2 separate regions of the Mus musculus genome follow, and region 2 is linked to region 1. The links are chromatin contacts, called in public promoter capture Hi-C maps. All regions are on one chromosome and are shown on one strand. Each heading gives the region's core, a stretch centred on a gene start, on an enhancer-like site or on the middle of the called end of the contact. The rest is flanking DNA. Distances are from core to core; before and after follow the strand shown. Region 1 holds the start of Pus3 (pseudouridine synthase 3). Region 2 holds the start of Zfp202 (zinc finger protein 202).

Region 1 (5,465 bases), core at 2,398-4,897:
TAGATATATCTCTACCACAGCTATTTGCCATTTTCCATTCAACTAAGATCAAGACAAGCACAAGCAATTAGGTAGAAAACTGACCAATATTATCTCTTACAGACAAGCTTATAGTGTACCGGAAGCAATGAAGCAACTGATAGGACCTGGTGGACAAAAATGGGCCAATATGGATCCTGAAGAACGAATGTTAGCTGCTGCTACAGCATTTACACGGATCTGTGCAGGGCAGGGTGAAGGAGATTCACGGAGAGAAGCCCAGGCTGGCCAGTATGATCCCTACAGTAAAGCCTCAGTAACCCCAGGAAAGAGACCGGCTCTTCCTATGCACCTGCACTTCCCACATACAGCAAGCCGTGTCACTTCATCCACGGTGTCAGAGACTTCCCAAAAATGCAGAAAACCAGTGATGAAGAGGAAGGTGCTGCGAAGAAAGCCAGACGGGGAAGTGCTAGTGACAGATGAGTCTGTTATCAGTGAATGTGAATCTGGAACAGAAAGTGATTTGGGTCTCTGGGACTTGAGACACAGGTTCATGAACTTACAGTTCCAAGAAGGTACAGAATCCCCAGTTGTCACTTCACAAAAATTTAACCTACCATGTGAATACCAAGGAATTTCACAAGAAGATCAGCTCATTTGCTATCTACAAAGAGAAGAAATGGACCCTCCTGTTTATGAACAAGACTTGATTGTTGCCAGCAGACCCAAGTCCTTTATTCTCCCCAGACTGGATCAGTTAAGCCGAAACCGGGGCAAGATAGACCGAGTAGCCAGATATTTTGAGTACAAAAGAGACTGGGATTCAATGCGGTTTCCTGGTGAAGATCATAGAAAGGAGTTACGCTGGAGTGTCCGAGGGCAAATGCTTTCCCGAACAGAACCTCCGTCCAAGCCTCAACATGTGTATGTTCCAAACAATTACCTGGTGCCAACTGAGAAGAAAAGATCTGCCCTTCGGTGGGGTGTGCGTTGTGACCTTGCAAATGGTGTCATGCCCAAGAAGCTTCCCTTCCCGCTTTCTCCTTCTTAAGTCTTTAAAAAACATGTCTCTCCTACCAAAAGAGTTAGGATAACCTAGTTCTTTATCTCTCCTTCAAATATAATTGCCTTGAAAAGCAGGCAGAACACAGAATAAGGACTTCACTGGTTCTTCCGAGGGTTGTTGGTATGTCACATAGATATAATACACCACTTGAATTTCTAATTCTCAAATACAGCAATTGTGAGGGGGGTGGAAAACTACTGGAATTTGGATTTTGTCAAAGTAAGTGCCATTTTGAAACAACTTGTAAACTGTGGTTTGTTTTTTGGGTTTTGTTTTTTTTTTTTTTTTTTTTTCTTTTTTTAGGATTAAGCTAATCTATTAAAGAATTTTGGAAAATGAGGAGTTTGAACCTTGTTTTAAATACTTCCCAATATAAGAAGACCTTAGATCTAGGCTGTGATTCTCCCTCTGATCCAAAAAAGGTTTTGTTTGTACACAGCCTGACATGAAGACAGATACAAAAATGAACTAGACTGGGCATAGATCTTGAGAGTCCAGTAAGGAGTAGCTAAAAATCCGTTTTCTATTTCAAGCACTAAACTTAGGCCTGAAAGCAGAGTGCTTGTTCAAGAAGGAAAAACACTGAACCATGATCAGCACTGGCAATTACTAGCTGCTAAAACATTTTCTTACCATTTAATGCTATCGATAGAATACATTTACCCAGTTCCACCCATTGCTAGACACATCAAGAAGAAAAATAATCGGGACTCGACTTAGTACACTCACTCCACGAAAGTAAAAACTGCAAACTCAGTGGTGTATCAGAGCCAGAACTATGCCACAAATGCCTGGGAATACATAGTAAGTGGTACAAATATGTTGTAAATCAAACAGCCAGATTTGTCGTACATGTAGAGCACGGGGAATAGTTAAAACTCAAGTCTTAGGTGCAGGATTAAAAGTCTATCAGCTTTTCAAAACATTTGAGTGGGGACTTCAAAGTTCAAATAACAAAAATCAAAAGGTTTTTCAAGTGTTCCAGTTGACTAAGTATCCCTATAAGCATGAATTGGGCTAGGTAAATCCAGTCACCAGGCAGATTATTTTTAAAGTCATGACTCCCAAGACTCTTGGCCCAGTACTGTTTGCTCCAGCACACTAGGTTTATAAGTGAAATTCAGAAGGTTGGCAGATACAGTGTGGGGGTAACCAAATACCCACAAAGGGAATTCCTGGGCGCACCAAGCTTTCACCCTAAAATAGCACGCCCTAAATGTACGAAACTTCTTTAAATGTTTAAATGTATATGGCGAGGGTACACATTTCCTTTGTAATAAAGGGTTTGAGACGCGCTACGACCATTAATCAACTCTGAAAAGAATTGTGTAAAACAAAACCCAAAGTTTCCCGCCACCCCTTCCTTCCATAGCATAATTAATGGGCTTCCACTGTTCATATTTGAGCAATTTTGATGTAGTAGAGGCCCTCTAAACTAGTTACAGACTCTAAGCCCCGCCGATGGGATTTCCTAGCTGCTAGAAGTTCCAGGCACGACACGATATGCGTTGTCCTAAGTCCCATTTCATACACCAAGGCCTTCTTAAACACTTAAATACCAGGGCAGAAGGTAGCAGTTCAGCCTCCATCTGTTCATTCCTCTCTAGAACTCAAAGATGCCCAACTCAGAGTTTAACTCACCTTCCGGTCCTCAGTAGGCGGCCATGCGGCTAGCCGGAAGCTATGGCTTTCCGTCTTCAGTAAGCATGCGCGGCTTCACCAAGCGTGCGCCGACGGTTCTGGGAAATGTAGTTCGGAAGGCACGGTGTGGGCTTTTAGCCGAAGCCCACCGCATGCGCAGGTTTCTGATGCAGCTTCCTCTTTACCGCAAGCCAATACGAGAAATATAGTCTGGTCTAAAATGAGAAAAAAAGATTTTCAAATGCTGGCTATCCTATATGAAAACTAAGAGATTGAAGATCCTGTCCCAACATCGTTTAATTAACAGAAATTTAACCTTGAGAGTCGAAACATTTACTACTAGAATGTAAATGTAAGGGTTAAAGGGAAATGCTTTGACCTGAAAACACTGAAAGATTGCGACAGAACAGGGCCAAGGAATTCTGCTTCAGCACCACGGAGAGATCATGGCTCCAGTTTTGAGTTTCTGCTTTTGACAATTATAGAAATGTTGCCCCAAGTCTTAAAATTCCAGTCAGAAAACTGAAAATCCTGGTTCTTTGGTCCAAACTTAGCATAAGGTTGGACCAAAGAGCTACCCCAGAGCTGTGCAATACATGTCATAGATATAGATAGTGGTGGTCCAGATTGCTTTAAAAGGAGACCCCTCCTTAGAATAAAAATTAAAATATGCGTGTATGTGGGCACATCACAGGTATCCTGGACACATGTCCGCACTTGAGTTCTGTTTTCCTTCTGAACCTCTGGTCAAGCCCATCTCTCCCTCCACTGTGCAACCTCACACCTGGTGATGCCCAAGCGGGGCTGTCGGGAGAGATACCCGCACGAGAGCCTGCAGCGCGGTGTGTGTACCGCCTCCGTGCCCACTTTCTCTCTGCTGTGCGGATGGCCGGCTGGTCAAACGGAAAGCTCGCGGGTGTCCCGCACAGCTGCGCCCCGCACCTCTCTCCCTCCGCCCGCCCCGCGCCGGGCCCGCGCCTGCGCACTGCGCCGCGCCACGGGTGGTCGCGAGGCGGACGCCGGTCCCGGAGCCTGACCATTGGCCACTGAGCCGAGCCGGCGCTGCCCCGCGCGGGGGTGGCAGCACGTGCCAGGGGCGAGAGCGGAGACCGCAGCTATGGCGTCGTTACTTTGGGGAGGCGACGCCGGGGCGGCGGAGAGCGAGCGGCTGAACAGCCACGTAACTGCCGCTGAGCAGGGGAGGGCCCAGGGGCGGGGGCTAGAACAGGGACTCCCGAGGGAAGTCCCCTGGGAAGGGGAGCGCCCGGCCGGCGTTTAGAGCGGGGTGTCAAGTGATGGGGGGTGTCAAGTGATGGGGGGCTGGGCTGGAAAGGCCACAGAAAAGGAGACTCCCAGAAAGGACCGACCTTTGATTTGAAAGGGCAGAGACCCCCTCAGGAAATACAGAGAGAGTGCGCAGCTGCTAGTCCTATCTGTACTGAGTTTTCTCCTATCCTGGTTTTGACCATTTAGCAGGCTTCTCATCTTCATAGCCACCTTCCCCTTGTAGTTGTAAACCACCCATCACCCAGATGCTGCCCATATTCAAACTAAGAGCCCTTATAAAGAGAGACTATGGAAGCCCCCATTCTATTATATGAGAATTCATACAATTACACAGATTCTTATAATGAAATCATTAACCCTTAACATTGCAAAGGAAGCAGTTTGAGGTGGTCTTCCCTCCCCTTGCTGTAGGATAGCGCCATGCTTCTTGCTTGATGTCCTGCTTCCTAACCTTGGTTGAATTTTGTGCCTTTCAATAGTTTTCAAATCTCGTCCATCCCAGGAAGAACCTTCGTGGTATTAGGAGTACCACAGTCCCAAACATAGGTGAGTGTTGTTAGGCTAAAGCAAGACTGGCTTAATTAACACCTTTGCTTTCCCCATGTATCTGCCATGAAATAGCTTTGGCTTCCTTCCTCTCCACTGAAAATCCTCCACCTCCTCAGGCACATCGCTTTACTCTTGCAGGAGATGGCTCTGTTTGCATACACTGTAGCGTCTGTGAGACGTTCTGAGAATGCATTGTATGTTTCCACTCAACATTTTTCTTTATGCTTCTTATTTTCCCTTTTACCCTCATAGACGGCTCTCTTAACACGGAAGATGATGATGATGATGAAGACGATGTAGGTAGGAGACAAGCTCGACTGAATGTACCTATTAGCTCTGCTGCTTGGTTTACCATCGCTTTGACTGTGCTAAAAGGATTAATTTCCTTGGGAAAGCACTATCTTTGTTTTCTTTTTGAATGAATACTATGGGGGGGGAGTACTGAATTAGGAGGGGGGTGCATTCCTTTAGACTACGTTGAAATGAAAACTGCAAGGTGTAGATTAAGAATTTTCGGTTTGGCTAGGAAGATATTGCAATTAGATGTCGGTCTGCACGTGGTCAAGGGTTTGCACAACAGAGCATAAGAAACTGGGTCTTGGTAAAAGGAGGGAATCCTCGGTGCTGTGGCATTCCTTCTCGGACTTCCTTTTGTCAGGAAGATGAGAACAAGCTGCTGTTGGTTGATATGTACTGTTGCTCAGTAGGAGATAACAGTTAATTAGCTGTCATCCGGGAGGTTTGATGTCCTCTTGTGATTTTGCCTTTTTTTTTTTTTAGTGGATTTGGCAGCCAATTCACTCTTAAACAAGCTAATCCGTCAGTCCTTAATAGAATCCAGCCACCGAGTGGAAGTCTTACAGAAGGATCCCAGCTCTCCACTCTACTCGGTGAAAACCTTTGAAGAGCTACGGCTGTGAGTATCTTAGCTCTTAGTGTA
Region 2 (5,739 bases), core at 1,526-4,025, 4.6 Mb before region 1:
ATAAATAATAAGACAATAGCTGGACCCCAGGAGTGGATGTAGGTAACTCAGGAAAGTTACTGTCTATGTGTATACAACCAATACATCCTGGCTACCTAGTGCTCTATGCTAGGTGATTTCCTTCTGGCTTGGACTGAGGCTCTCTTGCATATATATATGACAAAGGTTGGGATCTCTGTGGTTTGACCTAGCAGAATCTGAGAGCACAGAGGAAATCCCAGCAGTCATTCCTCGTGGGTAGTTTAGTGTCTTTTCCTTGGTAAGCTGGGACCCCTAAGCAAGGATATGTTCCTAGACCTGAATCATTCTTCCAGGTAGTTTGCGGGGAAAGAAGCTCAATAAATACACGCCTCAACAGAAGTACCGTAATTAGTGGGTGCCAGCGCTCCTAGGTGATAAGTCCTTCATTCAGACAGCTGTAGGAATTGGGTATTAAACATTCTAAGTTCTTTGGGGAATTTATCAATCAAGTCTACCTTGCTTTACTGTTCAATAGAGACAGACTGCTTTAGTATCAATGGTGAGAAACTTTGAGGGGAGAAGTGCACAGATTTGATTCAGTTCATAAGCATACACTGAATATTATATCTCCTACTATTCCAAGTGCTGAGCAGAGCGGGGAAGAAGCCGTGACAAAGTTGATCAGGGAACAGCAGGAACTTTAGCACTATCAGGAATTCACATCGAAACCTAGAATAAGATCTGACCTGTGATCAGCAATGGGAAACTCTTTATCAAGGGAATCAAGAAAATCAAGGGAGCTGGTTGCAAGCCTTTACTCTCAGTACTCATGAGGCAGACGCAGGCGGGACCCTGTGAGTTCTAGGCCAGCCTAGTCTTTACAGTGAGTTCCAGGACAGCCAAAGCTATATATAGAGAGACACTGTCCTAAGACAAACAAGCAAGCAAGCAACCAAACCAAACCAGAAACAAACCCTCATCAGTATTTCATCTTAACATGCCACAAAAGATAATAGAGCATTTGGCTTTCTGTCTTAAAAGCATGTAATATCATAAATAACTCACACTCGAATGGTAAGATCACCCATCAAAGATTAGTCAACACTACTAGTATTTGCAAGTCTTTGTCCTCAAACCTCTGTAAGGCAGGTACCAAGAGGGAGGTCTGGCCAAAAATAGTGTTTCTCAAAATGGTCAATACAGAACACAGAGCACCACTTCAGTCTTACATGCGGATTCATGTATGATAAACTCCATACCCACTATCTGGGCAAAGGAAGTAAATTTGAGGTTTCATGCAGAAAAGCACAAACTTATCCAGCAACGCTGACATTCAGGCAGGAGAGGAAAATAAAACAGAAAGCCTAGGGTTGTTTTATGCCTGTGTTGAGTGGTATAGTCACCACACCTGTATATTCTGAAACGACAGGAGTCCCTCAATAGTGATGTAGGTCTTGCAGTGGCCTTGGAATGACTGTCTCCTGCAATTATACAGGTAGAATGCAAAGGGTGTGTACATAGGAGACAGGAGGAAAGGTCAGCAGCTGTCTTAGAAGAAAAATGTACTGCCTTCCTCCTAACCCTTTTATGTTAGGCAGCAATAGCAGAAAGTGACTCAAGATATTTGATGGCCTCCAAATATCCCACTGTCACTTGCTTCTCCTAGCAAGCTTCTCACAGCCATCCTGACACTTCATTGAAACTGTTTTCTGGATTAAGGTCCATGGGGCTGCTTCAAAGAAAAAGCTGCACAGAGAGATGCCTTGTGACTTCGTTGCCCCAAGCTTTCCCTACTGCCTTTCACCTGTAGACTATGGACAGAATAACCTGACAGCAAAACCCTAGATGTGGCACTCCTAACCACGACCAAGACGATAAGCTGGACCTAGAGATCTCCCTTTGGGGAGTTCTGCACAGAGAAAAGACAGCGCTATCCATGTGTAGAATACGAGACAGCCACAGCCCAGGGGAAAGTGTGTGAGAGGACCAGGTCGGCCATGGAATAAAAAACTAGCAAACTTTCAGTCCACTATGGAAAGTCCCGCAGATGGTGAGATGAGCTGGAGAAGAGGTCCCCGAGCTGGTTGTCAGGGGTAGGAAGAAAGAAGTTCAGACAGTGCAGACAGTAGCCTCTAGCTCTACAGGGAAGTTCTGAGCCTGTCACTAAGCCAGGTGAGAGCCACACGCTAGACGGCCAAGGACTGGCAAGGATCACAGGTGATAAGATCGCATGTGAAGGGGGCGGGGTTCGCTGGGAAGGAGGGAAGGCAAAACCTGCAGGGAGGGCTCTGGAGCAATGTGCGATGCAGAGTGAAAAGTCTGAAGAGAGGGGAAGGTGGGCGTCAAGGGGCCTAGGCTACACCCCACTGGCTTCTAGCGCACCGGAGCGGTTGGTATGGACGCAATCCGAGGGGCACAGTGCATGTCCGCAGGCCCCCAGAGGGGGCGGAAGGAGGTGGCTGGGCAGAGAAGCCTGGAGTGCCACCCTTGTCTCCGGACGTCCCGGCTCTGGCCGCGAGGAGGTGACATGGTTACAACGCCCAGGCCGCGGGGACCCCGCCGCCACCCCTTCCCTGGCAGGCGCTGTCCCCCGGCGCCGGGGGGGCGGGGTCTGCTGCCCCTCCCAATGCTCCTGCCCTTCCCTCCCCGCCCGCTGCGGTGCCCGCTCGCCGGCCAGGTCCCCGACACTCACGTCTCCCGCGGCTCCGGCGGCTCCTCCCCTGCCCGGTGCTCCCCCACCCACTCCCGGCCGAAAGAGCCGAGCGGGATCCGAGTCGCGCGGGGCCCAGCGGGTCGGAACACGTGGGTCCTCTGCGCCCGGAACCGGAAGCGACCACTCGCCCCACCTCCAAGGGGTGCTGGAGCCTGTCTAGGCTGTAGGAGGTTTGGTCCACTCGTTGTGTTCCTGTTGGTCGAAGCCTGGGGCTTCTCCAGTGAGACCCATGCCGGGAAGCATTCCCTGGACTGCTGCCCTCTATGGCCAGTCCCCTTTGCGGCAAACCCATCACCTTCCTAGGCGTGGTATTCATTGTCCACTTCCTACAGGGTTTTGTTTTCATCTTTCATGTTGGTTTTGGTATCTACATCTCCACAAGAGAATCCCCTCCTTCCCACGCAGTTTTCTTTTCCTTCAAGCATGGAAGAATAAAAAAAGAAAGGTTTAGATTTGAATGCTGGCTCCTTCATGCACAGCTGTTGCCGGGCCGCCAGAACATCTGCCTGTCAACTCTGTCCGTCTTGAAAAAACACAAACTGTTGGTCTTAGAACTAAAAACTGGAAGGTAGACTGAAGCTCAGTAAGGAAATGGTGGTGTTGTCTATTAACCTTTGTGTGCTATTTTGGTGCCTCTTTGCCACTGTCTTCCCTGATCTAAGTTGTTCATTTTTGTCTTTGTCCCTAACACTTCTATAGTCCATCTTGCCCTGAATGTCACATGGTGACATGTGCAAGTCTTCTCCTTTCAGCCATTTCTTGAAAACCGTTTCCGTTCATGGGACAAACTGCTCGAGACTGCTTAGCATACTTTGAACTGGACATGTTAATTGCTTTTGCTAGAGAGGCAGCTGTGTTCTGCAGAGGGTGTTACAACACCCTTGATCAAAGCTTTGTTGAAGCCCCAACTGGAAGACTGTTCTTCGGTCAAAGGAGTGGATGGAGTCTACCTCTAGCCTGGCTGAAGACCGAGCAATCGTGAGATTTAATCCAGTTGTGCCCAGCCAATCACCTGACCACCCCACCAGAATGCAAGTTCACTTAATACCGTGGTAAAAGACATGGGAGTTGGTGACGGTATCCCTTTAATGAGATAGATAATGTACTTTTTCAGAAACCTGATTCTGTTCAGTTCAGGCAGTCAGTGCCAGAATGGGCAGGTCTGTCTGCCCTTCTGAGTCCTGACTAAGGTATACTTTTCCCCTCCTCCTCCTCTTCCTCTTCCTGTTCCTCTTCCCCCTCCTCCTCCCCTTCGTTTTTTTTTTTTTTTTTTTTTTTTTTTTTTTTTTTTTAAATCTTTATCTGAGGACACTGGACAGAGCCAAAGTATGCTTTTTCTGTTACTTGGAGCCTTTCTATTATTTTCTGAAGTATCCCTCCCTCTGCTGCACTATGTGACTGCTTACAATGACAGGTTTGTTTTCTTCCTCTTGTCCATTTTCTTTTTCTAGGCAGGGGCTGAAACTGAAATTTAGTTTGCCTGCTCTGTTTTTTTTTTGTTTTTTGTTTTTTGTTTTTTGTTTTGTCTAATAAAATTGTCTTTGAGGTTTCTTCTTAGTGCATTTTAAAATTCTATCGTTAATGGGGCTAAGTACCCCGAGAAGGGTACTAAGTAATGAAGGTTTAGTATGAGAATTTGCTCCTCCAATTATGGAGGCTGAGATGATGGTGCAGGATCTGTGTGGACTGCAGAATGGAGAGCTGAGAAACTGGTGGCGACATCCAGCCCCAGAACAGGTAGGTGAAGGTGGGGTGTCGCTGCAAACCCGGCATCAGCAGGTTCCAGGATCAGGTTCTTGGTATATCAGGATGAAACAATGCCTTGCCTTAAAAGAGGGTATTTTGCTCTCTCCTGCCTTTCTCTTCTATTCAGCTCTCAACAGATTGACTGAGACCCACTGATTCAAGTGCTAATAACTTCCACACTCAAACACATGGCAAGGGTGTGTAAGGGACACAGATTTTTGTCCAGTTATCTGGGCATCCCTTGGCCTGGTGAAATAGACACAGACTTTTCCTGGATCAAGTTTGGTCCTTTGTTCTCTTCCTTTCATCACTGTTACTTTATTCTCTGTAGATTGTTAAAGATGACTCCATTTTCTTTTTTTTTCTTTCCATTTTTTATTAGGTATTTAGCTCATTTACATTTCCAATGCTATACCAAAAGTCCCCCATACCCACCCACCCCCACTCCCCTACCCGCCCACTCCCCCTTTTTGGCCCTGGCGTTCCCCTGTTCTGGGGCATATAAAGTTTGTGTGTCCAATGGGCCTCTCTTTCCAGTGATGGCCGACTAGGCCATCTTTTGATACATATGCAGCTAGAGTCAAGAGCTCCGGGGTACTGGTTAGTTCATAATGTTGATCCACCTATAGGGTTGCAGATCCCTTTAGCTCCTTGGGTACTTTCTCTAGCTCCTCCATTGGGAGCCCTGTGATCCATCCATTAGCTGACTGTGAGCATCCACTTCTGTGTTTGCTAGGCCCCGGCATAGTCTCTCAAGAGACAGCTACCTCTGGGTCCTTTCGATAAAATCTTGCTAGTGTATGCAATGGTGTCAGCGTTTGGATGCTGATTATGGGGTGGATCCCTGGATAAGGCAGTCTCTACATGGTCCATCCTTTCATCTCAGCTCCAAACTTTGTCTCTGTAACTCCTTCCAAGGGTGTTTTGTTCCCACTTTTAAGGAGGGGCATAGTGTCCACACTTCAGTCTTCATTTTTCTTGAGTTTCATGTGTTTAGGAAATTGTATCTTATATCTTGGGTATCCTAGGTTTTGGGCTAATATCCACATTTTCTTATCCAAGGCAATTTCCATTACTTTCTAGATAGCTTTGGGTAAAATCCATGGAATTATCAATTCCAATGTAGAGCTGCTTTTTTTTTTTTTTTTTTTTTTTTTAGTGAACATAAGGTATAGCAATTGAGATAATAACACTTTTCTCATACAGCCTGTTTCTGAGTGTATGTGTTCAATTTAATACCGAAAGGAATGTACAATAATCCTTTTAAAATGCTAAGTTTTGATGGGTTTTAAATGATAGTCTTCATCATTGGGAAAAGG

Evidence for each region. Promoter capture Hi-C pulls out the DNA fragments that hold promoters and counts their contacts.
Region 2: a contact with region 1 is called in a promoter capture Hi-C map of hippocampal neurons, with 4 times the contacts expected there. The contact joins the promoter of Zfp202 here to the promoter of Pus3 in region 1. A contact is called at or near these places in 2 of 39 promoter capture datasets (hippocampal neurons and liver).

What each region holds. Positions count from the first base shown.
Region 1 is chr9:35,556,742-35,562,206 of GRCm38.p6, reverse strand. Pus3 (pseudouridine synthase 3) reads right to left here and starts at 3,647. Exons shown (of 5, transcript NM_023292.5): 1 at 3,474-3,647; 2 at 2,690-2,904. Ddx25 (DEAD box helicase 25) reads left to right here and starts at 3,737. Exons shown (of 12, transcript NM_013932.4): 1 at 3,737-3,869; 2 at 4,456-4,522; 3 at 4,778-4,825; 4 at 5,306-5,441. The coding sequence starts at 3,807. Hyls1 (HYLS1, centriolar and ciliogenesis associated) reads left to right here. Exons shown (of 4, transcript NM_029762.1): 4 at 103-1,386. The coding sequence ends at 1,033.
Region 2 is chr9:40,189,352-40,195,090 of GRCm38.p6, reverse strand. Zfp202 (zinc finger protein 202) reads right to left here and starts at 2,775. Exons shown (of 7, transcript NM_030713.2): 1 at 2,654-2,775.